Linked DNA regions of Mus musculus: regions 1, 2, 3, 4, 5 and 6 are each linked to region 7. Evidence: chromatin contacts called from public Hi-C and promoter capture Hi-C data. All regions are on one chromosome and are shown on one strand. The core of a region is the stretch at or near the end of the contact, and the rest is flanking DNA. Distances in the headings are between cores, read along the strand shown.

Evidence for each region. Promoter capture Hi-C pulls out the DNA fragments that hold promoters and counts their contacts. A called contact is a pair of places that touch in the nucleus more often than the background predicts.
Region 1: a promoter capture Hi-C map of hippocampal neurons shows a contact between it and region 7, with 3 times the contacts expected there. The contact joins the promoter of Asns here to the promoter of Sem1 in region 7. A contact is called at or near these places in 3 of 39 promoter capture datasets (the 3T3-L1 cell line, the C10 cell line and hippocampal neurons) and 2 of 115 datasets of contacts at active chromatin or transcription factors (both in embryonic stem cells).
Region 2: a Hi-C map of B cells shows a contact between it and region 7, with 7 read pairs. The contact joins the promoter of C1galt1 here to the promoter of Sem1 in region 7. A contact is called at or near these places in 4 of 39 promoter capture datasets (erythroid cells, liver, neutrophils and 1 more) and 3 of 484 Hi-C or Micro-C datasets (B cells, Th1 cells and cardiomyocytes).
Region 3: a contact with region 7 is called in a promoter capture Hi-C map of liver, with 5 times the contacts expected there. The contact joins the promoter of Glcci1 here to the promoter of Sem1 in region 7. A contact is called at or near these places in 2 of 39 promoter capture datasets (liver and pre-B cells).
Region 4: a contact with region 7 is called in a promoter capture Hi-C map of liver, with 4 times the contacts expected there. The contact joins the promoter of Mios here to the promoter of Sem1 in region 7. A contact is called at or near these places in 2 of 39 promoter capture datasets (liver and pre-B cells), 1 of 484 Hi-C or Micro-C datasets (CD4 T cells) and 1 of 9 other capture datasets (liver).
Region 5: a contact with region 7 is called in a promoter capture Hi-C map of pre-B cells, with 2.8 times the contacts expected there. The contact joins the promoter of Rpa3 here to the promoter of Sem1 in region 7. A contact is called at or near these places in 1 of 39 promoter capture datasets (pre-B cells) and 1 of 484 Hi-C or Micro-C datasets (CD4 T cells).
Region 6: a promoter capture Hi-C map of liver shows a contact between it and region 7, with 4 times the contacts expected there. The contact joins the promoter of Casd1 here to the promoter of Sem1 in region 7. A contact is called at or near these places in 2 of 39 promoter capture datasets (liver and pre-B cells), 1 of 484 Hi-C or Micro-C datasets (CD4 T cells) and 1 of 115 datasets of contacts at active chromatin or transcription factors (microglia).

What each region holds. Positions count from the first base shown.
Region 1 is chr6:7,691,931-7,695,714 of GRCm38.p6, reverse strand. Asns (asparagine synthetase) reads left to right here and starts at 2,506. Exons shown (of 12, transcript NM_012055.4): 1 at 2,506-2,606.
Region 2 is chr6:7,843,474-7,846,973 of GRCm38.p6, reverse strand. It overlaps C1galt1 (core 1 synthase, glycoprotein-N-acetylgalactosamine 3-beta-galactosyltransferase, 1), which reads right to left and starts at 1,750. Exons shown (of 4, transcript NM_052993.3): 1 at 1,580-1,750.
Region 3 is chr6:8,507,741-8,511,026 of GRCm38.p6, reverse strand. It overlaps Glcci1 (glucocorticoid induced transcript 1), which reads right to left and starts at 1,427. Exons shown (of 8, transcript NM_133236.3): 1 at 708-1,427. The coding sequence starts at 1,140. It overlaps A430035B10Rik (RIKEN cDNA A430035B10 gene), which reads left to right and starts at 1,866. Exons shown (of 2, transcript NR_040452.1): 1 at 1,866-2,048; 2 at 2,216-3,286.
Region 4 is chr6:8,207,545-8,211,069 of GRCm38.p6, reverse strand. Mios (meiosis regulator for oocyte development) reads right to left here and starts at 1,843. Exons shown (of 12, transcript NM_145374.2): 1 at 1,659-1,843.
Region 5 is chr6:8,257,441-8,260,968 of GRCm38.p6, reverse strand. It overlaps Rpa3 (replication protein A3), which reads left to right and starts at 1,828. Exons shown (of 4, transcript NM_026632.4): 1 at 1,828-1,969; 2 at 3,208-3,282. The coding sequence starts at 1,871. Umad1 (UMAP1-MVP12 associated (UMA) domain containing 1) reads right to left here and starts at 1,681. Exons shown (of 4, transcript NM_001302354.1): 1 at 1,476-1,681.
Region 6 is chr6:4,599,285-4,602,925 of GRCm38.p6, reverse strand. It overlaps Casd1 (CAS1 domain containing 1), which reads right to left and starts at 2,015. Exons shown (of 18, transcript NM_145398.4): 1 at 1,625-2,015. The coding sequence starts at 1,757.
Region 7 is chr6:6,576,376-6,580,118 of GRCm38.p6, reverse strand. It overlaps Sem1 (SEM1, 26S proteasome complex subunit), which reads left to right and starts at 1,461. Exons shown (of 3, transcript NM_009169.2): 1 at 1,461-1,640. The coding sequence starts at 1,565.

The DNA.
Region 1 (3,784 bases), core at 1,257-3,756, 1.1 Mb before region 7:
CTTTCCTCACCTGTTCTATGGACTAGCTCCAGCTGTTGGCAGGGACACCCTTTCAGGTGTGCATGCCAGTTTCTTCGAAGCCTCTTTCTACTTGGTTAGCCATGTGAGCTGCTTCATGGGATCGCTCTTGTCAGCATCCTAGAAGTGGACCACCTGGCCAGCTACGCAATTTGGTGTGTTGATCTATCTGCTTCAATCATCCATTGTTCTCATAACTGACAAAAAGAGAAGAATAATTGTGGGATGTAACATCAAAATGATGCACAGCAGATAGAAGAGGCTCTCACTAAAAGGCAGGGAGCATCATACAAATCTCTGCTCACAGGTCACCAGCTCTCTGAGCTCTACTCTGAACCATGCCCAGTTGTTTTCTGTTGCCTTTAACTCCTTAAAGCTCCAATTACTCTGGTTATGACTACTGACCATTCCTGTACATTAGTAACCATTTACATCAACCCCTATCCCCAATTTTCTCAGTGTTTTCTTGTTCCTCAATCCTCTCTAATAGACTAAGGCACCCTGCTTCTTTTATTTCAGACTAAATAAAAAAAGTTTGCTTATTCCTACTTACAGGAAACTATAGAGTTCCACAAAACAATTATCCGTACCACCTAGATTAATAGTTCAGCTTTTGTTTTATAAAGGTCAGACAAATTCTCGAGTGACAGAGCATTACAGCTAGAGTTGACTTCCTTGAATAGGGAAGTGTCCTTCTCACTGTATAGCTTGCCAACTGGCATAGATGAAACTGGATGAGAAGCAGGAACGACACACAGGAAGACGAGAAGTTCCATGTCCAACTGTGTTTCAGTGTCGAAGAAAAGGGCTTATAGATATCAGATCAAATGTCAGAAGAGGCAGAATCAAAGGCTCTATCTTTAGCTGCTGTGTCCTAGTAGCTTGCTAATGCAGAAGGCAATCAGGGTCTTCTGAGAAACTATTAGTGGCCTGCAGATCCCTGAGTTCCAGGAAAAGGGGTCTCCATTCTGTGTTCCTGACCTAGGTGAATTTCTGACCTAGGTAAGTCCACCTAGCTTGGGACTGCAACATTTTGAGTGAAGAAGGTGGGCAAGCTGATAAATTAACTCACTGTTGTTCCAAAGGGCTGGGTGGGGACGTCCTATGCTATTCTTCAAGAGCTAACCTTAGAAATGTAAATGGGTCAAAAACAAAACAATGTACCTTTGTTTCAAGATACTATTAAACTCAAAGAAGCCCTTTGCAGCCACAAAGAGTTTAAAGGTAACAAAGGCTAGCTATCCCTATGTGATTATATGCTTAAGATAAGTTAAAAAGTTAGAAGATGGGTTCACCCTCCAACAACTATTGAGAAGAAAAGATTTAATTTGTATTTAAAGGAGCTTAAAGGACTTTTTAAAAATTTGATATTCTCAAGGTCAAACAAGTGCAGTACATCCCTTGTGGAACAACAAGATCAGAGGCTTTCTAAGTGCTGCCTAAAATCTGATCTTAGTTTATTTCACAGCACAGTTTCATTGTTTCTCAATCTACTGGGTGCTGATGTTTAGTAACTATAAATTCATTAAAGAATGCAGTAAAATTGTGTATGTGTGTGTTTTAAATCATGGTGTATTTTCCCTATCCGAGGGAATACTAAGAGCATACTACCAATCTTTTAGTCAAGCTGAGGAAGGTCTTTTTTTTTTTTTTTTTTTTTGAGGTACTGAAAAAGAATCTTTATATATAGGTGTGCGTGTGTCCGTGCATGCATGTGTGTGTGTGTGTGTGTGTCCCTGTGTCCTCAAACTCCCTACTTAAGAGGATGACCTTGACTCTTGATCTTCCTGCTTCCATCTCCACAGTGCTGTGCAGGTTTGGACCGCTGCCTACAGCTCTCTGAAAGAGGATTGGTCCGCTGTCTACAGCTCTCTGGAAGAGGATTGGTCTGCTGTCTACAGCTCTCTGGAAGAGGATTTGTCCGTATGTTCAAGGTCCACTGATCTATTTGAACTTAATGTTATCAACTTGATGGAGACTTTGTGAAGAAGTTAACCTTGGCACAACAGTTTCTTAGGACAAACATTTCTTTTTATTGTACAATGAATTTGTAGGCACTATTGGTTCAAGAGTGCTTTTAATCTCTGCAGGGAGATTACCTGGGGTTCTTCTTAGCTGCTCAGTAGTAGTAGTTATTTGTGTGTGTGTGTGTCTGTGTGTGGTGTCCTTCTAGGTATTCCTATGTTACTTATGTATCCACATCTATATATCAGACACTCTGTTAGGAAGTACTGAAGACTACAATTAAGGAGTAGGAGATCTATTGCTGATGGGACACTGGACCTGGCGGCCCGACCTCTGGGCTTATCCTGCCTGCAGTGTCACAGCACCTTAAGGAACAGAAGCAGAACACCTCCTGGCTCTCGGCCCCAGGATGCACGTTTGCCTTGGCCTCCGCCCCGCCTGGCGTCGCTCGTCAGCACTGCGGGCCACGCCCCTGCGCACGGGTTGGGTCCCAGCCACATGATGAAACTTCCCGCACGCGTTACAGAAGCCCGGCGACTCTAAGGTGGGAAGCGGCCTCCAACCGGTCTTGTCACTGCGCTGCCTCTGCTCCACCTTCTCTGGCCCTGGCCGCTAGTGCTCAGGTAAGCGGGAGCCGGGTGCTCAGCGCGGAGCGCTCTGCTCGCCTGGGAGGCCGGAGGATGTGCTGTCCGCGCGGGCACATGTCCCGGGAGTTCGGATGCGGAGCGCTCGGGTCCGGCGCCAGACCGATGCTGCGGTGCAGCGCGAGGCAGGGCGGGGCGGGCGCGGGGCGATTGTTGCGCACCTAGGACGGAGCTGCCAGGAAAGCTTTCATGTGAGCGAAGTGCAGCGCGGAGGCAGGGCCGCTCCAGACAGAAGGCGAAGGTGGCCTTCATTTAGACACCATAAATATTTTTTTTTACTGTATGACGTCTAGATCTGGGAAATTTCAGCCATCCGAAGGTTTTGCCTGGGACTAGGTGGACGCTTGCACAAGACCAGCTGTAATTGGGAGCCCCAGGCTAGTGTAGGGGTCTCGCTCTCCAGCAGGACAGAGGCTCTACCAAGCTCTAGAGCGAGTGTCTCTGGGTCTGTCTGGATCCGGATTTCTGAGCACTCACTCACCTCGCTGCTCAGGCCCTTCCTCCACTCCAGTTCCATACTCGCAGCCACGCCGGGAAAAATCTGTTTAAGGAGACAGGCAACCAAGTACGGGAAAAGGCAAAGGAATTGGCGTGCTTTTTTTTTTTTTTTTTTTTTTTTCTTAATTATGGATAGCTATTTCACAGGTCTAGTTTCAGATAAGATAACTTTTAAAATACACGGGCGAGTTTGATTTTTCGTTGCCTGTGGCCTACGGGTTTTAACAGCTAACTCTTCGTTGATTGATGTCAGTACTATAATATTCATTTGAAGTAAGACTTGCACAAGGCCACGGGTTGATTATTGAGGTCTTAAGGTGATCCAGTGGAGTTTAGAACTATCAGTTCAGTGTACGAAAGCGGCGCTGTCCAGCGGGGAGCCTGTGCTCTTTCATAGACTGACCCCTAGAAATGCTGGCTAGTCTGAACTGAGATGTGGTAAGAGTGTAATGTGTCGATTTCGATGATTATGAAAACCGAACGCTTGATGTTTTGATGTTTGATTGCAGCCTCTAACCACTAAAGTATCCCTCCAGCCCGGTTTTAATAATTTAGGAAAAGTAGTGTAAATATAATTAATTTTGATTATATTGTATTGGTTGTCGTATTTAGGGTGTGTCATGTTAAGGTATGTTTAAAATTAGTTTTAATGTTTTCTC
Region 2 (3,500 bases), core at 501-3,000, 1.3 Mb before region 7:
AAAAAAAAAAAACAGTTGCAGCTGAGTGACTTACACCGCCCCACCCCCAACACCAGGTGGGGAGTGACATTTCAATTATATGCAAAAAATTAAGTACACTTTATCATTTGTTTCTTATTGGATTGAAAGATAAAAGGCCAACTTCACATTTTATGCAGCAAGTCTTGTTTTCTTTAAGCGAATAAAACCAAAGTATAATGACCAACGTATATATGAATCTCACCACTTGGCATGTTAATTTAAATTTTTAATTTTTAAAAAGACCTTAGTCCCACCAGATTTGGTAATTAAAAACATGTATCTTTCTTTTATTTCAAGCTAGTTGTTAAAATCTCAAAGTCCTTTTAAAATATCTGTACCGAAAAGCCAACTTTTGAATGTAATAGGTAAACAGGAGCATTAAGGTAACAATTTCAATTCACATTTGATTCATAAATAAATTGCAACAAAATTCCAACCACTACTTTCACCAAAGATTTGACTTTATATTATCATGAGTTTATAGTTAAGCTGAATAACACAATTTTCATTTCAGCAAAATCAACACACAAGCAATATACAGCACATACTTTTGAATACAATTAGCCAAACATTAACTCATTATATGTACTTTTAAACTGCTTGATATTAAAGTTATCCACAACTGTAGGCTGATTTTTTTTTTAAGAGCACAATGTAGGGAGAGGGAGTTTAAGTGGGAAATGACCACAAAGCATTTGTAAACTGCTGAGTCCTGAGTAAAAAGATAGAGGAAAACATAAATTTCAAGAAAATCTGAAACACTAAAGTTAGTTGTCCACTAATGCTGACTTTTCAGTGAGTCATACTTGCCTTCCTAAGTCAGTTTTACTGAACATATGGTGAAAAGAGTTAACTGTTTGGTAACTTCAAACCTTATATTCATTTAAACTGGACAAAAATATATACTACAGCTGGCAGAAATGCTATACAATGCTTAGAGCACACAATATCGTGTGCACAAGGCTCGTCTGACATTTATCTGATAAGGAACTGGAAAATTGTACCGTTTATAAATACCTTCTAAAAACTCAAGTTTCCACTTCCAAATCCAAACTTCCACCAGAATCAAACAACTTGTAGTGTGCACAGCATTTTTTTCTTGGCACCAGGCTGAGCTATCTGTGGTCTATCCTCAACTTCCTGCAAATTACCAAACTTCTGTCCCTTCCGCGTTGCCTACTCAGTCTGAAGCACTGAAGTTCTAACTTTGTAACTTTTTAACTCAGAATACATCTTTTGACAGTATGTACTAAAAGGAAATACCGTGAATACAAAGATCTAGATTGGAAAAAAAAAATTTTTTTTCCAGGAAGTAAGGGATCTTAGAATATTCTAAGTCCCACGCCACTAGTAAGAAGTGTGGACAGAGCTCAAAAGCATTAATCCCCGATCCTCACTCTTAAATTAGTTAATTTAGAAGAGTATCTATCTAAAGTCAAAGCACTTTGTTTAACTAGCCAACATCTAGGAAAGCCATCACACTTTGTTACCAAAGGAAAAAGAAAAAACAAAAAACATTTTTTTTTTAAATCCTGCGCGTAGCAAGCCCCCAACACACCTGGCTGGTTCACTCAGTCAACGAAGGGCAGGGAAAGTTCCAACCATAACCGACCAGCTCCAGACAAAGCTGACGGTCCAACGGCGGCGGGCACTCGGGACTGTTGCGGCCGGAAGGTGCCCGCACCTGAGTGCACACAGCTGGCGGGCGCCGGGCGCGCGGAGGCCCGGGGCGGGGCGGCGGGCAGGACCGCTCGGCGCTGGCCCGCCCCGGGCGCCTCGGGCCGGACACGCCGGGCCGCGGAGAGCGCGAGGGTGGCCGCTCGCCCGCCGCCCGAGACACCTGTTTGGCCGCGCCGGCGCGGACGGGGACGCGGACCCGGGCGGCGTTCCCGAACCCTCAGTCGCCCTGCCGCCGGCAGCCGAGCCCCTGGACCCGCAGCCCTCGGGCGCCTCCGCCCGCCGTCCCTGACATCAGCCCCGGCTCCCTCTCGCCCCTCCCGGAGGCGGGGAGGAGGACGACCCCCCACCCGCGACCTTCGCTGCCCTGGCCCGCCGCAGCACGGGCAGGGGCCGCTAGCCTGGGCCGCCCGCGGCCGCCCAGATCATCTCCCGGCGGCGGCGGCGGCGGCGGCGGCCGAGGCGGGCCCGGCGCGCGCTCCTGCCGCTCGCTCCCGCCGCTCGCTCCGCCCCTCCCGACCGCGCGGCCTGGACCACGGCCCGCCTACTGCGCAGCCGCCACCCAGGGGTCTCGGAGATGCTGACGTCCCGGCTGCAGCAGCTGCAGCAGCAGCAGCAGCCCCGGGGAAGGGCGGGGCCTGGGCAGAGTGGGCGGGGACACCGCGACCTGCGGATGCGGGGATTGGCCGCCGGGTGTTTGCCCCGCCCTCCTGCGGAGTGGGCTGGGAAGTCCCGGCTTCCCCGAGCTCAGGGTTTTTTTAGCCCCCTTCTGGTGAGGTTGAGTGTTCTAATTCTCTCAGGAAAGCAGAAAGCGAAATTAGCAGGGAGTACAAGTAAAGAACTGCCTTTTAAACTGTTGTCTGTGGAACAAACCTCAACGTCACGCTGACCTCTAACCCAATCTTAGCCCCCCCCCCCTTTTTTTTTGCCTCTTTTCCTTTCACAGCATTCCTCTATCCTTAATAACAAGAGATTTGGCATAATGAAGAGTGCTCTGTAACCAGATGTGTGCCTCAGAAGAACAGAGAACTCATATAGTGACAACGGACAGAAAGCCTCTTGGAGGAATGTGTGTAATGGCATTTTACTTCTGTTCTGCTATGGCAAATACTTAAGAGTTTTACAAACTCAGCGGGGAGTGGTGGTGCACGCCTAGCACTCGGGAGTTGGAGGCCAGCCTGGTCTAATAAGTGAGTTCCGGGACAGCCAGGGCTATACAGAGAAACCCTGTCTTGAAAAACCAAAAAAAAAAAAAAAAAAAAAAGAGAGAGAGAGAGAGTTTTACAAACTCGTCTGCTCTGCTTTGGCAAAGGTCCTGTGTACCAAGAAGCTATCTTTGTGGCAGCAACGGAAGTGGGTTGCCACCTGGTGAGGCAGCAGGGAGTGGAAGTAAGATCTAGAGACCTTAACCATCATCTGCAAGGCCAGGCCCCCGGATGGAAACACTGTGCCCTGCTTGATAAATGTTCAAACTATGCAGTTCTGAGCACACCACAGCATAGCTATTAAAAGTGAGGGTTTTGGAATAAGACATTTAAGCTTTATCTGAATCCACTTTCTGCCTCTACTATTATAGATGCTAAGTTGTAAAGAACAGGTATATTCTGGTTATGATTGTAGACAAGGAGCTGTGTGTGGTGATTTTTGTTTATTAAGTCGTGAACCAGCCAGATATCACGGCAGGAAACAGAAAGCATATTGGAGACCTAGCCGAACTCGATTTTATATCAGTCACTGAATAGCCCATTCATTCATTAATCCATTAGTCACAAGAAAGAATTGAGCCGTTCATCGTCGTTCAT
Region 3 (3,286 bases), core at 178-2,677, 1.9 Mb before region 7:
TTGATACCTAACAAAAAAGAAAGGAGATCTCTCTACACAGCTCAGCTGAACTGCTAAGTATACTTAAAGATGCAAGGAAAAAGTGAACACACTCCACAAACAGGCTTTAAGAAATTCACCACGAAAACCACCATTCCGGCATAAGCCATTTGTAGTGCAGTAGTGATCTAATACATGACTATATAAAGTAGAGGAGAGGATGGATAAACAGCATACACTTTAAACTGCCTCCCCTACACATGCAAAGGATATTCTAACAACCTAACTACCGCCATCAAGTCTCCAAAACACAAACATACTCCAGACAAGAACTTTGTGGGAAAGCACAAAGGCTGCAGAGATTACCACTACCACCTTATGCCCCGCTAGAGAGTTTGTGTGCGTGTTTAAGGGTTTCACACGGCTCCTCCTTGCCCGGCTCCAAACACAGAAAGCTAATAAGCTATTAAACCGAAACACTTTTCTTTTGCAGGCGAGGGATGCAAGATAAAATCTGAGTGGCGGTGTGAGGGTCGGATAAAAGTTGATTTCCAGGTCGCTCCTCCAAGCCCTGCAGCGACCTCAGGGTGGGGGGTGAGATTCCCAAAGCCACTTTCACACCTTCGGTAATGCACTAGCAAACAGAAGCCCGGAGAGGCTGAAGTTTTCCACGCAGGGCACCGTCGGGGAGACGCAGCCCGGGAGGACGGGAGGGTTGGGCTCGCTACCTCTGCACACGGGCGAGCCGGGACTCCGTCTCTCAGGTGAGCTGCTCCTCCGCCGGCTCTCGGGGGACCGTCTCGGGCGGCCCTTGGCGCGAGGCGCCTGCTCGGCTGGGGCAGCGGCCGGCGGTGGAGTCGGGCTGGACGGGCTGGGGCCGCGGGCCCCTCCGGGCCCGGAGAGACTGCCGAGCGCGGCGGCGGCGGTGGCGGCGGCGGCGGCCGGGCGCGTGGGGCTGTGCTGGCTGCCCCGCAGGAGCTGGTAGGGCACCGTGGCGCGGATGGGCTGCAGCAGCCGACCGGCTCCCGCAGCCGGTGCGCAGCTCCCGGCCGGCCCCGTCCCGCTCCCGGCAGCGGCGGGCGGGGAGCCCGCGGTGCTGCGCCGCATCCTCTGCGGCGCGGAGTGAGGGGTCTGAGAGGAACTGGAGGACGCAGTGGACATGGTGGCTCCGCGGGCGGGCGGGCGGGCGGGCGCGCGAGCGAGCGTGTGGGAGCCGGCGCCGCGGTGCGTGCGATGTGTACGGGGGAGGGGCGGGGAGGGGCGGAGCCGCGGGGCTCCCCTTCCGACGCGCACCCCGCCGCCGAGGGGGAGGGGACGCCGCGACGGCCAACGTCCAACGGCTCAACCGCCCCGCGGCGCTCTGCGGGGCGCTCACGGCAGAGCCCGCGTCGAGCCCATGGCCGCCGCCGCCGCCGCCCCGGGCATCGCGCTGACAGGGCACTCGCCCGCTTCCCGCGGCTGCTCAGCCCTCGCGGGGGGTCGCCCGCGCGACACGACTCGGCGACCACGGGCAGCGCCGGGACTTTAGCCTCGGAGGAGAGAAAGGGGCCTCGAGGCGCCTCGCGCTGCGCGTAACCCGCGCCACCGCAAACGCCGCCGCCGCTGCCGCCGCCACCTCGACCCGCTTCTCACTCGGAATGGCAACTAATCCTGTGTCGGCGCCCCGCCTCCGGCCCCGCCTCTGGGCGTTCCGGACCCGGCTCCTGCGGCTGCGAGCGCTGTGATTGGCAGCGCCACCCTACTCCGGGATGCCAAGGAATGGTTGTATTGTCGGAGTGAGAGGAGACTCGGCCAATTACAGTACCACGTTTCCGCTCTGGGGGCGGAGCATGGAAGTGGATGAGAGAGGCGGGCCTCGCGCGGAGGGAGGGACTTAAGAGTTGACAGGCTTTGAGGTGAGGGTCAGGTTAGAAAAGTGGGTCCATACGTGCCCTGCGCGGACTCCGACGCCCAAAGACACGCGCGCGCTGCGATAAGCAAGTTACAAGGATTCCACCCTCCAGTGCTCTCTACAACCTGGGGCTGAGGACGCTGAAGCCAAACTAATTTTGCAAATACACCTGCATCCGGTGAGATGTTTTAGTTAAAGCTGAGTGAAGGATCCTTAACCCTTTTAATCTTAGAAATGTCTTTAAGTGTCCTAGTCGCCTTGTGAATCAAAACAACTTCAGGATTAGTGTATGGATGCTACATTGAACAAAATGCACCTGCCATTACAACCTGTTTGTCGTTACAGGGTAGGGTGGAGAACATCACATTCTGAATTGTACACGTCAACAAGAAAATTTACAGCATCGCATCATCAGATTTATTAATGGAGAGCACCTAGTTTACTACCCCGGAGCTGATGGTCTCTTGGGAGAAAGACCAGGCATAATGTAACAATTCATTGTGGTCATTTCCTCTGTGTGATGGCACTGGGGGTTATTCTTCTGCAAGGAAAATGAGAAGTACGAAGATTTTAGATGGGCATAAGAAAGTATATAAAACCCTAATCAGGAATAGTTAAAGCTCTACATCAGATACCTCCTATTAATTCACATGAGATAAACAAAAACATAAGATTTTACAAAATAAAGAAGTGGCGTGTCAGATTGGCGTCTGCCTGGTGTCTGCCCACACTGGCAAGCTTCCTGATTCCAGGCACTAAATGATCAGTTTCACTCAGAGGAGCCACCTTTCTCTGCTTCCCTGTGTGGTCAGACAGAAATTAAATGAAATTAAATGAAAATTTTTAAAAAAATAAGAAAAAATAAGAAGCACAGTAAATTGTTGTTTAGAAAAAATATTGATGATGCCTAATCAAAATACAAAAAATAGCATCTAGTACTATATCCTACTATATTAGTCATAGTTCTATGCTTTATCACATATAAAAATAATAGCTAATGTTTACTAAACATTCACCACGTGCTAGCCACTGTTCTAAGGACATTATTATGTGTTAACTCATTCGTTCTTCACATAATCCACAAGGTATGTGCTGTTATTATCCTCCCTGCTTTATCTGGGGCACAAAGACACTAATTGTCTTGTCTGAGATCACTCAGCTAAGTGGAAGCTGAGGCCAGAGGGACCCAGGCAGGCGTCTGAAGAAGCCCTGTGCCCTTAGTACCTCCAAGCAGAAGATGCGTGTTCTGATTAAGAGACTTTATGGTAGCTCACAGATGTCCAAACGAGCTTTTAGACATGACTAGCAGCTCCCTTTTCTTACTTTCTAGAACAAATTATACTTTAATTATCTATAGAACAAAATAACTTTAAAATTTGACATAATTTGTCTATTGTATTAATTTTTTCATCTAAA
Region 4 (3,525 bases), core at 594-3,093, 1.6 Mb before region 7:
TCAGGTTGGCATGTGGCCCACCTTGATTATATTAAGTAGAGGAAGATCAACCTATTGTGGGTGGTACAATTCCAGTAGGCAAGGGGATCCTGAGTTGTCTGAGAGTGGAGAAAGCTGGCTGAACAGGAAGCATGTACATACAGCTTTACTGATTCCAGCTCCTAACTGCAGAAGTAATGTGACTAAACAGAAGAACAGATGATTTGGTTTTGTGCCTATCTGTCAACTTCCATCTTCGACCAGTGCTAAAGAAAGGAGCAGGGCCCAGTGCAAAATGAAAATGTCAAGGAGTGACATAGCAGCTTCTAACTGCTAGTCATTCTAAATGCTCGGCTGGCGCTCCTGCATAGAGTTGCACATTACAAAGATGGCCCTAGAAAACCAGTATGTCTATAACCATCCTGTTAAGAAATCTAACACTCTATACAAATGGGTCCTTGCTTATTAACATACATAATATAAATACGGAGGACAGCAAAAAACAAAACAAGCAAACAACAACAAAAACCAGTAAGGGCTCAGAAAGTCTTTCATGCACTTATTAGTTTAGACGATTACAAGTCCCTTATGACTTGGGTAACATCTAAGTAATTTCCACCACACAAAGTTCTAACACCAACTCATCACAGTTGAGTTCTCTGCTTCATACAGATGTTGTTGTCCCTATTTAGTTCTTTCAACCAGTCCTGGAAGTGAATGCTTTCAGATGCTGGAGACAACTGCCAAATCCATGGAGGGGCTAAGAGATGGCAATAATTTAGGTCCTCACCTTCAAATTTAGTCAGTGTTCATTTCCCTTCAATGGTTCCCCACAAGTCACCACCAGAACATGGGTAACACTATCCAAAAGAAATTTAGTGAACCACCACTTATAATTCTCTAGCGGGCACATTTCAGAAGTAGCAAACGAAATTTAGAATATCTTTTAATTTAACCTATCAAATAAGAAATAATTTAAAATATACAACACTGTAAAAAATACGAAAGTTTTTATATTTTTATTAAATCTTGGGAATCCAGTCTATACACTTACAAAGCATCTTAACCCCACGTGGCAACTGGGCACACATTCAAAACACTGTCATAACGCAAAACATACAATTATATGGTCTGTCGTCTTTCTTTCCGCGCTAAGTAAACGATAGCAGTTTCAGGAAATTTGGAGTACTACCATCTCCACAAGACATTGCGCATCTATATTTTCGTTAAACTATAGTTATTCAAAAAAGCCAACAAGAGCAGTCGTTTGCTGAGCCATTCCTCTCAAGGAATTTGCATTATTCGTGTCGGTAGGGAACAGAGCTCACGGGGGTGACAGGCCCTTTAACAAGGATTTGATTGGGTACAACTGGAACTCATCGTGTTGTTATTCCGGGTAAACCAGGAATCTGATCGTGACTCCCACGGTCCAGACACCTGGCTGAGCCGCTGGGCGGCGGGGGACGCGGCTCCGCACTCCCGGCGCGGCCGCACGGAGGACGGTCGCCACGCGGCCGCGGGACGCCCCAAGGCTCCACACGAGGCCCGCCAGCAGCCCGGTGCCGTGACCATCGCACTGATCGAGCGGAACGCCACCCGCCGGCGAGGCTCTGAGGAAGCGGCCGCGGCTGCCACCCCGGGCCTCACGCAGACACCCGCTCCGGGCCGCACTCACTGACCTGAGGAGGTGGCCTGTCGCCACACAGACGTTTCCGGCCTGTACGCCGCCCCTCCCGCCGCGGGAGACGGGCGCGGGCAAGATGGCCGCCGAAGCACGGGCGGTGACCCGGGCCACCCGCTGGGCCCCCGACCAAACCACCCTGCCGCCTCCGAAGCAGACCTCCTCGCCGCGAGCCCCGCCTTCCCCTCGCCCGGCACCGCCCCGGGGCGGGGCCGCCGCGCGGAGACCCCGCCTTCCTCCCGAGCGCTCCGCGCTTGAGTTGAGCCCCTTCCGTCGCCCTCTTGTGGGCAGGGCCACAACCTAGAGTCCCCGCCTCCCTCTCGAGCGCTCCGCCCAGTGTGGGCCCTGCCCCGGGACCCCTCTCCAGCAAGCCAGCCATTCTTTAACCCTGCTCTCATGGAATTTGATTATTTCTCTGAAGCCAGCTACCATGGTCGTGGTGGTACACACATTTTAGCATATGTGAGACATTTTAATTTCCACTGAACAGAGAGGATGGGCGATTTCGTAAAAACTTAAGGATTTGGGGCTCATAATTCGATTTCAGTTATTCCAAAAAGAGGTCATGAATGCCTTGTTGAGTCACACCGTGTTGGGATATAGGAATGAGAAAAAAAAAAAAAAAAAAAAAAAAGACCCTTGTAGGAAACAGGACAAAAGAGTGATGGCTTTTTTAAGCTACCTGGGAGAGCACCTCCCTCAGGTTGGGTGGGGCATCAGAAGAACTTCCTTGAGGATCACTAGACTAAGAAAGACAAACATGGATTGGTCACAGAAAAGTTAAAGACGGAAACAACTGGAAGAGAAAGGCCTTCTAGAACTGAATACTGTGTCAGGAAACAGGATACAGCAATGGGAAAGCAAGTCTCTCATTTACCTGTGAGTTTGCTTATGAAGTCTCAGTAACCACTGACCAGTCAAAGCCTGAAAATATTAGGTGAACGATTCGAATTAAAGAACACCTAAATTTGAATTTTAGAATGTTATGAAATCTTTCTGAGTCCTGTTCAGTCCGATCCTGAACATCATTCAACTACCCATAGTCACAGTGTACCCAAGCTGCAATCTGGGCCATCAGATCTGTCTGTCAGTGCTCACCTTCAAGTGACCCTTACCAAGTAGCAGCATACTACAATACATCACAATACATCAATCACTCCATTTTGTCTTAACATGTAGGTATTGACAAATCATGCTTATAAGCATGAGAGAGAGAGAGAGAGAGAGAGAGAGAGAGAGAGAGAGAGAGAGAGAGAGATTCACATATGATTTATTATAGTGCTGTTGGCCCTCCAGATCCTCTAGCTCTGCCTGTGCAGGTTCAACCACCACAGATCAAAATGTTTTTAAAATTGGGTATGGTAGTGTTCGTCTATAATATCAACACTCCCGAGGTTGAAGCAGAAGGATCAAAGAATTAAAAGATAGACTCAACAATATACTGAGTTTGAGCTAGGCTAGCTACATGAAAATAACTTTCTCTTATGTCTGTCTGTCTTTCCATACATATGTGTGTGTGTATATATATATATATATATATATATATATATATATATCAATCAAACTTGTACATTTTCCTTGTCATGTTTTACTATAAAATGTAGTATAGGAATTCTTTACATATCATTTATAGTGTGTAACTATTATAAGTAATGTAGAAATAGGTACAGAGAATGTATGTAGGTTATATGCAAATAACACCAACTAAGATAAAACATTTGAGCATACATGGATCTTAGTATCATTGCAGAGTATAAAGGGTCCACCATTTTTTATAACTATTATATTATATAATTGTTGCCATTACTGTACCTAATTTATAAATTAGAGTTTATAATAGATATATATGCATAGGAAAAATATAA
Region 5 (3,528 bases), core at 579-3,078, 1.7 Mb before region 7:
CTGGTTTTAAAAGGAAATTTAAATGGGAATACCCTGCATGGGAAAAGAATGCTTCCCCTAAAGGCATGAGCTACTAAACAAAAATCTCAGGGCTGAAAGGCTGTGATATACCTCCCTAGAGTTCTTGAGAAGGATGACCCAAAGGCACACAAACAACACGATTTTCTACAATGCTCCGAGCTGTCCACCACAACTAGATGGTAAGAACCTATGTCTGGAGACAGGGTACCATTTGCTTGCAGCACACAGATAAAGCAAACTAGACCTGAACTGGGAACTTACTTCTTGCTGGTTACTTTTCACTGAACTAAAAGGGTGCTATGCACCAGGGTAGAAAACGCAGTGCTATATCATGAATGCCTCAATACCGACTTGCCAGCACCCAAAGGAAATGCAGCCCACAACTAAGGAAAAAAATTTTAAACTTGTTTTAATCACAACAGAATTAAGACACACATATTAAATGTCACATGAACACTAAGGAGAGCTAACAATCGTTTAAATAGGGGAGATTGGATTTCACTCTTAAATAGATGGAACCAGATCTTTGTATTTTATTACTTAAGGCAGCAACAGCAGGCTACATTGGAACTGAATTATTGGAACTGAGTTATTAGCCCTGAATTTGAAGGTTAATAAGTCTTTGGCTTTAGAAAAATCCAGACACTGTTCCACATAATTATGAGACGCAATTAAAATTATGTTTTAATTTCTGCAACCTCTTTTGAAGGTATTTTTATGTGCGTTCATTTTGAAATTTCTCAGTACCAATCCCTTGCTGGTGAAATTACTAAAATCAACAGCCACCAGCATCCAGTCATTTTCTGAACCAGAAACACATCCGACAATTTTCTTCAAATCTTGGAATAAACTGTCTTTCAGACAGCCAGCTCTGAGTACTTCGGGGAACTAGATATAGTATTACAACCCAAAATTAGAGTTATCTAGCACCTTACAAAGCAGTCAACCCCTCATTTGCAGAAAGAGAAAATGTGACGCCAGTGGAGGAGCACTAGCTTGGGTCCAACAGCTGGTGAAGCCTGTCATCTCTAGTCCTTCCCGGGGGTCCTCCTCTACCGGAGCCCCAATGCACGCCAGCACCCAGGAGGTGAGGAAATGGACACCTCCACACCGCCAAGGCTAGCAAAAGGTCCAAGGTAAAGAGAGGGGCAGCACCTCTTGCTGCCAGTGGGTAAAGCAGGCAGGTCCGTTACACAACGTCTCCTAGCAACAACCTCCTGAGGGAGGGGTAAAGACTGACGATGGTTCTCTACAGGTAGAACTGGCTCAAAAATAAAAACCCCAAACCCCAGGTTAGGCACGCACCCGCGCCACCCGCGCAAAAGCTGGCAACTGTCAGTGCCCGCACCGCGGCATTCCGGGACCAGGAGCCCGACTCCGCCCACCACCCCGACGGTTCAGCCCTCGGGAGGAGAGAGGCGCGGAGATCCAGACACCTCCCGCAAGAAAGCTACCTGAGACTCCGCCGCAGCCCGCAGCTCGCCACCCACCACGGTCCTTCAGCTTACTTCCGGGGTCAAGTCGACGTTCGGCCGCTCCAGATCCCGGGTCCCAGGCCTCAGCCCCCGCCCCTCTAAGTCCCGCCTCCACTGCCCGCCGGGTTTCGGCCCCAGTGACTTCCGGAACGCCGCGCGTCACTAGGCAGTCTACCAGTACTTCCGGAAGCCTTGAGCCCCTCCGCCAGCCCGGTGCGAGCGAACCAGATGCTCCCGTGGATTTGATTGGTGGGTCTGGAGCGTACGTCTCCTCTGATTGGTGTTCGGGAAATCTGCCCGGGTTGGCGCGGCCGCCCGCTGGGCGTCAATCATTTTCTGCTTTCCTGCGGGTTGCGAGTGTTGGCGGCAGAATCATGGAGGACATAATGCAGCTCCCCAAAGCGCGCGTCAACGCCAGCATGTTACCACAGTATATCGACCGGCCCGTGTGCTTCGTGGGGAAGCTGGAAAAGGTGCATGCGGGTTCGGGCGAGAGGACGGGACCACGGCCACTCGGGAAGGACTGCGGGGTCGGGAGCTGAGGCTGGGAGCAGGTCACCTTTAAGCAGCATTGCCCTCCAGCTTGCTGTAGTTTTCACAAGAAGAGCTTGTGGAAACTGCTAAGCCATTGCAGCAACATTTTGGTGCCGCTTCTTTTATGTCCCCAAAACTGTTTGGAATGACCTTTTAGATCCAAGCGCTCCGCGCCCCCTTTCTTTATTTACCAGGAAGGTATTTACAAACCTGGCTCCTCTGTCTGTTGTTCGAGTTTTTGTTTTAGCCAGACTTAGCTTCTTGCTTCCCTGTCTTTTGCAGCCGTCTCTATTTATGGGCCTAGTTTTTCTACTTTGCAGTCGTCTCCCTATGAAACATTTCTTGATAGCCCCTCCCATATTCTATAGATACCTTGTATCTAGCCCAGTCTTAGATTGCAGCCTCGTCCTTCCTATAGGTAAAAATTAAGCCCAAAGGCCCAGAAATTGAGAGTGCCGAGGGAAAGAAAATCCTCTGTAAGGACTTACCTGCTAGGTCATTTCATTCACACATTTTCTAAGGGAAAAGAATTTCTAACTAAACAGGTAGGCTGACTGAGCTGCTCAAACCTCACATCGAGTGGCAGAGCTCAGTTTCAAGGGAAGTCTTCCTCAGATCTGGCAACCAGTTCTTTTAGATCATCGTTCTTAATTTTAAAAGAAAGTATTCTGAGCCGGGCGGTGGTGGCGCACGCCTTTAATCCCAGCACTCGGGAGGCAGAGGCAGGTGAATTTCTGAGTTCGAGCCCAGCCTGGTCTACAGAGTGAGTTCCAGGACAGCCAGGGCTATACTGAGAAACCCTGTCTCGAAAACAAACAAACAAACAACCCCTCAAAAAGAAGGTATTCTGTGAGATGTACTAAATCAAGAATGTTGGCAGAATTTCATTAGACAGTGAAAGCCTCGTTTAGTTTTAGTGTACCAAGTGTCTTTTGCAAATAAAAGAAACCACACAAAACACTAAGCAAATATTTGTTGTTTATTAGAAATTCAAAATTAACTGGGCTTACAATCATCTGATCAGGTAATAAGATTATAACTTGAACCAAATAAACTGTCCAAAACCCCTATTACTTTATATTCAACCAAATGAAACTTCAGGGAATCTTTTAAATATTCATTTCTGTAGATTCTGTTTTCTAAATCTATGGCTTTTTGTCTTGATTTCCTTTTTTAGATTCATCCCACTGGAAAAATGTTTATTCTTTCAGATGGAGAAGGAAAAAATGGAACCATTGAATTGATGGAGCCAGTATGTTTTAAGTGATATGCTCTCATATTTAATTTTTTGGGGTTTCTTATTATTTCTGATTTGGGGGTGGAAATGTGAAGATTACACTTGTATAACTTTAAAAATCAAATTCATGCTCTCATATTTTGTCTTATTTCCATTTCTAAACTTTAGTGATTCTTAGGGCTCCAACATTTCTGAAAGTGTCCCTTAAGTATTGGTTGGATAACAATTTTTATTCCTTAAAAAAAAAATCCAAAAAATACA
Region 6 (3,641 bases), core at 766-3,265, 2.0 Mb after region 7:
CTTTGGAAACTCACAAGTCCCTTCTGGAGGAGGCTTTACAACCTGACTCATAAGGCCCCATCTGACATTCTATTTTCCTCCCGATGATGACAGACCTTGGCAAGATGCAAAATATAACCTAAATTTAAAAATTAGTATTCCACAAGCTTAGCAAAAGACAAGAAGCACAATAAAAAGACAAGCAGGCAGGGCACAGTAGGTTTACATTTGGGACAACATTGTAGTCATAAACTTTAGCTCCATTGACATCACAAACACAAAGTTGAATTAGATGACAGTCATCTCATATCAAACTAGCATAAAAAGATTAATCACATTTAAAAGAAACATGTTCTCTGAGTTATCAACAGTTGGTTCATCAGTACTGCTAATTGTGTTGTATATATGAAAATGTAGGCTTTCTTGATGTCAGCAGTAAGAAGCCAAGGCTCTGATAGGTCATCTGCTATGAATCTGTAGAGGACTGGAGAATTAGCCATAAGGATCTTTTTTAATTCAATTAAGCTATTTGTAAGATAATATATTTAAAAGATACAGCTATGATACTAAAGTTTAAGATCTGGAAAACTCAAGAGTAGGTAGAAACAAACCATCAAGTTTGACCAAAATGGCCTCCACTTTGAGAGATCATGTGAAATGGGAATACAGCCGAGACTCTAGTACTCTCGTGACTGGGCTGTACAGTATAAATGGGCCCAGCGCTAATGTGCACGTGGCTGTCACATTTGTCTAATTATCTCACAGTCACCAAGAGCTGTCCATATAATGACTTTTAGGATACCAAAGGTCAAAACCAAAAGATCCTATCATTATAATTTCCCTCCTACTGTCAGTGACTGTCCTGGTGGCATTTATCGTAAGGAAAGGGGAAAAAAAATCAATCAAAAAAACAAGCAAATATCCCTTGACAACTGAAGGATAATTCCTTCTGAGAAGAGTTCATTGGTTCCTTTCCAGCTTTCCACCAGTATGTAAACCCATATTGAAGGCCAGCTTTCAAAAGGCTTAACTATTTGCTTCGCCCGCTCACGTCTAGTCCGGTCAACTCCTTAACTCCTTTAAGAAACAAACAAAAACCAAAATCCTGCCTCAGTGTCTTTATTTGTAAAAACAAAAACAAAAACTGTGCAACCCAAACTCTTGAAAAGTGTTTGAAAGGCTGGTGGCACCTCCTCCACGGGAGGGAGGTGGGCCATGGGCATCTTTAGCCACACTGGCCCTTTTGGCAAAAGTAAGCAGGGCGGCCCAAGCCGCTGTCCAACCGTTGGGCCCTGAAGTGGCAGGGCAGGAGGCAGACCCCACGGGCGCACCGTGTGCGACCCCAGCATCCGGGAGGCGGTGCCGCCAGGGCTGCCCCCGGGGGCCCCTGGTTCGACCTCCTGCACCGGGGCGCGGGGCCGGGCGCGCCTCCGGAGCCCCGCTCCAGCAGGAGGTGGCCCCGAGAGCGGGAGGCTGGGGGCAGGGGCCCGCAGGGGTCGGCCCGGGCACGTGGGGCGCCGCGGGGCCGCGGGAGGCCGCCGGCGCGTGGGCGTGCTGCGGCGGGGGGCGGCCTCCCGCGCTCGGGGCCGCGGCGCCGCCTCCCCCCGGGCCGAGCCGGCCCGGGCCGGGGGGAGGGCCGGCTCACCTCGGTAGCGGCGGGACGCGAGGTGGCACGCTGCGAGCAGCAGCACGGCCACCAGCGCCAGCACCTTGGCGCTCCTCACGCTGAAGTAGTGGTTGATCTCCCGCTTGCCCAGGTTGTAGGCCAGAGCCGCCATCTTGGTTCCTCCATGACAACAGTGCGCGGCGGAGCGGGGAAGGGGCGCCGCGCAGGGGCAGCACTGGGGCGGCGGGCGCCGTAGCCAGCCGAGAAGCGGCCGCCAGCTCCCTTGCCCGTCGCCCGAACCGCGGGCCGAGGGGTCCGAGCCTGCGGCCTCCGTGCCGCCGGCCTTCCCCGTGCCCTCGTCGGCCTCCCCCCAACCCCGCCGCCGTTGCTCAGCCGTGCCGGTGCCCCAGGCGCCCTGGCCGCCTGTCTCCTCCCCTTCCTCCTCCCTGGTAGCCTCCTGCCTTAATAGCGGCTGCGCCTGTGACGGGGGTCCGGATGCCCGGGGCTCCGGGGTCACCGGGCCCAGACGGGCCTCCGGGGTCACCGGGTCACTGGCGGCAGCGGGCGGCGACGGCTGCACAGGCATGGTGACTGTATGGGTGTTGGGGGGGCAGAGGGCCAGGGCCTGCAGCCCGGCCCAGATGTCAGCTCCGGGGCTATGCCCAAGTGGACTGGCAGCTACCTGAGCCCAGGTTAGGGCAATAGAACTACTGTTCCGGGAAAAAAAAGTACACTCCCTGCTTCCCCCATCACACCCTTTCTGGACTTTCTACTCTCTGCTCTCCCACGGTCGTGGGGCCTTAACGGCAGGCCACCCACGACCTGTCTGGCAAGTTCCTCTGCACCTAAGATGCTGGCCAGGTGTTGGGGTGGCTGTAAATCCGAACACCCAACTCAAGTGTAAGGCCCATGTTCACCGTTTAATACTCAACTGCCCAATGTGCTGTTTGTCCAGTTGCAGTGGGTGTAGATGCATCCTGTACAGTGTGTCTAAGTTGGTGTGGATGTCAGTATAAGAGCCCCTTTCTCCTTTATGTTTACACAATATCTTTGTTGACACTAAGGTTGGCCAGGGTAGCAGATTGGTTGCCTGTGGCAATCCTTAAACTTGGTTAATGTTTTGTGATTATCAATAGACCCAGCACTCTGTGTGTCCTTTGAAAAGCATTCTTATTCATACCCTTGGTCTTGAGTTGCCTTGTAGACAAGAATGGCTATTTGCATGTTGTGGTTAGAACAAGTAAGTCATTGTTGAGTTGGAGGTGTTGGCAAGTCTTCTTTACAACTTTTAGCCAACCCCAACCTTGTGCTTCCAGACCCTTCTCAACATTCTCGAATGTTAGAGAAAAGGGACTTAGAGATCCTGTCGAGTCACTCCCATCCTCTCCACTGAAGGATTTTTAAAATTATGTTTCCAGCCACAATCATCATATGATGATGAAAGATTCTTGTCGCTTAAATGAAATCACATACATCACTGTCATAGATATAATGCTAATAAGCAATAAAGTTAAATAAGTGTACAAACACTTAGGCACTGTTCCCTGCAAGTGGTCGCTTAATTTTGGCTCTTTCTTCTGATCTGAGGCTGATCACATGCTGGCAGAATTGAATCAGATACGACAACAACCAGATAACTGGGCTAACAATATGTGGCCTGCCAATCACATCCTAGACACATACTATGATGTCATCAACACCAAATTAGAATTTCTGATCCACCTTCAATAACCAGAGCTAACCCCCAGGGTTGGCCTAATGCTAGCCAAAAATAAAGAAACCTGACGTTGTACTTAGTTGTGCTTCCCAGAAGGCTTTCTGAGATACTGGGAAAATCTGGGAACCCCTTTGTCCTTTCCTCTGTGTTAAAGTTAACCCCTCTACCTATTTCTGCTTTTCCTGGTAGATATCTCCACATAAGATGGCCCTTTCCTGTGGCATCTATAAATGGTCCCTCTCTTAGCTGATGCCTTTCCACTGATAAATGTCCCTTTTTAATTAAAACCACCACTAGATTCTGTGTTCCAAGTTATTTGCTTCTTTGTTTCTTTTAGAA
Region 7 (3,743 bases), core at 212-2,711:
TGGGAAGAATGTCTCAATGAGAGGTAACCACTATTGGGTTATTCTATGGTCATATCTATCACTCACTGTCTTGATTACATTAATTGGAATGGAAAGGCCTGCCCACTATGGGCTAGCCATTCCCTAGGCAAGGGATCCTGGACTGTGTAAGCTTAGAGACAGCGATGCACCCAAATAGCAAGCACACATTTATTCTCTGCTCTTGACTGTGGATGTGAGAGCGGCTTCAAGTTTCTTCCTTGACATTCCTGCAGTGATGGAGTACAACTTAGAATTATAAGCCAAATGAGCTTTTCTCCCCTGAGCTGCTTTTTTGCCGGGGTATTTTATCATAGCAATGGAAATGGAATTAGGAAAGAGTGTTTGTATAAAATAAAGTATTTTTTACAAAATATGTTCCACTTTCTACTTTCTGATATATCTTTTTAAAAAAACATACAATATTCATATTTATATCCATAAATTGTTCAAACATTTTTCCCATGTTTTTTTAAAAATTCTCTGGCACGGGGTAGTGAGCCATTGGGGATATATTTCTAGCCCTCTGTTTACTTTTAATTTAGGGACACAGTTTCACTAAGTTGTCCAGCCTGATTTTACACTCATTGTATCCAAGGATGCCTTCTGCCCCAACTTCCTCAGTAGTAGGGCTTATAGACCTTCTTCAATTTTTATATATCAAATAGAGTTATTCTTGCACCTGTAACTATGTGTGTTATATGTATAGCCTTAAGTGTGGTGCTGAAAATAAATAAATTATACTAAAGAGAAATTAAGTACCTCATATAAGAGCCCTTTAGATGCAATAGAACACAGATTTATTAGCCTGGCAAATACGTGTTACTGTGTGGTTAGACACTAACTTTTCTCCTATCTTTCATTGTCTTGTTCTTTTCCATGGGTCACAATTAAAACAAAGAAAGCAAAACCAAATCATATCTTTTGAACAACAGTACAACGTTACATCATTTTTTTTTTTTTTTACTTGTTTATTTTTTACATCAACCTGTCAACTAGTTAGAACAGAAACCCTACGGAACACAATTGTAAGGTCAAGGAGCACAGCACAAAGGAAAGGTTGGAGGACAGTCAGAATTGTCTAGCATATGAGTGCCTCTGGCTGCCTTTGGTCCCGGGTTCCCTGTGATGTGGAGATATTTAACAGCATGCTCAAGGCTAGGTTTGAGTAGTGGAATAATGTAATAAGCTCTTAACTTATGTTACTTTATCTTTCCAGATTTCTGTTAGTGATTGTAAGCTAAATAATGGCCTTTAGTAATTTAATACACTGTAAATCTTTCACACGTAGGCAACTATATGAATAATAAAACGAACGAACACACTATAAAACAAAACAGTTCACTGTTTCAAGACGGGAGGACCTACTACAACCGCAGGACGCTCTGGGAGGACCTTCGCTGTCCCAGCATTCCTCGCGCTGCCCCGCAGCTCTTTCCCTCTCGTCTCTATGGTTGCGCCGGCGTTGTCAGGATCGGCGCCTCCGGAGTACTGAGGCTTCCGACTTTGCGGCCGGTCCGAGCAGCTTGGGTCTTGGCGCGGCGCGATGTCCGAAAAGAAGCAGCCGGTCGACTTGGGTCTCTTGGAAGAGGACGACGAGTTCGAGGAGTTTCCCGCGGAAGGTAACCGCCAGGCCGCGCGCTGGGCCTGGGGCCTCCGGTGGGGCGGCGCCGGGCCTGCTCTCTGCGGGAATGAGCTGGGCCCAGCAGCGCGGATCCGGGCGCGGCCTCCGGGGGCCCCGGCCTCGGCCTCCGCGTCCCGGTAGCCGTCGCTTCATGGCGCGGCCCAGTGTTTTGCGCCTCGTCGCTGGGAGGAACCAGGTGAAGCTGGGCCCACGGTGCTGCGAGCTTGTGGCCCTTTAACTTCAACCCGGGACTCTCCGCATCTGCACAGTCTCTTGTTTTGCTTCGGTTTCCAAGCCTCCCCTTGGTAGTAAACTTCAGAGTCCCACTGTTGCCCAGGGCAGCCAGTGCTGTGTACCTCTCGGATAGCGCGAATGAGCCCCGAGAAGTGGGATGATAGAGTCGTTCGTGTGTGTTGTATTCATTACAGATTTTGCCTCAATTTCTGCTTCTCTCCATTTACGGTCACGTGAATTAACCCAAGCTTTATAAAAGTCTTAACCATCTGCCTTCGAAACTAACTTCAATGCTAGGGATGCTTTAGTTTTCTCATTGTAGGTAATAACATAGCTAATGTTGGAAGAGCCTGCTATGATCTTGGGAACGTGAGTGCTTCGCTTCTATTGGCACAATCCATTTCCACAAATATAGGAAGTAGGTATTAATGTACTTACTATTATTCACGTAAGGAAACAGAAGTTTGGAACAATGGAGAAACAGGCCCAGTGTCAACACTGTCCGGAAATGGTGAAACTGAGACGCCTTAATTTACACCAAAGTCCTTAACTTCAGCAGTTATCTTCTGTTTGCTAGGCCTCTTTTTGCCATATTAGTTTTTCAAATTGATTACTTTATTGGCTAATTGTTTTGAGTAGATTTCCCAAATATTTTACCTTGTTTCTAAAAAGTGAGTTAGACTGTGTCTCCATGAAGACCATAGGAAGAGAATTGTGGTTAGTCATGTGCACATACGTGGCATCAAGCAATTATCACTTGACAAAAATTGTACTTAGTTACCCCACCATGATCTCAATGCGCATAAAATCACATCACAGGAACGTTTAGTCTAAGTATAATGTAGTGTTTTAGTTTTAGTGAAAGAGAACATTAGTGTGTATATTATGCAACCTCATAAACCAATTCAGAAGATATATTTCCTCTGAGTTAGGAGTCTATAATATATGATGGGATAGTTTACCTTTTGTTTTGGTAATAAATTTATTTGTTCAGTCTGATGTTTTGTTTTCAGGTTCATTAATAATCCTGTAACAGAGCTTTGTGGTAGAATTGGCTAAGTGAGGGCAGGTTAGATTTCTTATTCCAACTACTTGTTTCAGATGGTCCTTATCCCTTATTACATACAAGCTGCACGGTTAAGACACTTGCTTTGCATTGTAGAGTCAAGCATCTAATCTTGAAGCAATAGAGTTCACGTGTTAAAAAATAAAGATAAATTCTTGCCATTAAGTCTCTAACTCAGAATCTAAAAGGTCTTTCTGACCAGTGCACCCACCCAGACTTTAACCCTCACCTTTAGTGCAAGTCTCTATTTAAAATAACTAGATAGCTGAGAACCTAGGAAAGAATTTAGAGGTAACTGTCAGCTTGATGATGTACTAGATGTTTTTCAGCACCTTTTGTCAACTTTAGTGTACTGTCTGTCCTTTAGAGCCTGTATTTTGAGCAGTAGTCTGTTGAGTGTGTTGACAGTTGTATTATGTTTAAACATCTCATCGATGTTAAGGAAAAGCAAAGAGTCTAAAGACAAAAGAACGCACAAAAGATTTAGTGTAAGGACGGTGTCATTTAATGATCTTCCAAATTTGTTGTCTTGGTTAGAGTGTATAGAGTCTAGTTCCTTGGGGAATCTTTATATTTAGAATGAGAAGTAACATTTTAAATGATTTGTTATGCATGTGTGTTTCTTCCTTAGTTAACAGATACATAGCCTTAATTCATATTAGGAAGATTTTTGCTGTATATAAAGATTAATTCACTGGGTAAAATTAGTGAATATTTACAAATTAAAATCTTTGATTAAAAACTAAATGAAAGAAATAAAATCTGAAAAAGAAAAAAAACCCAGAAGACCTTTTTTGTTTT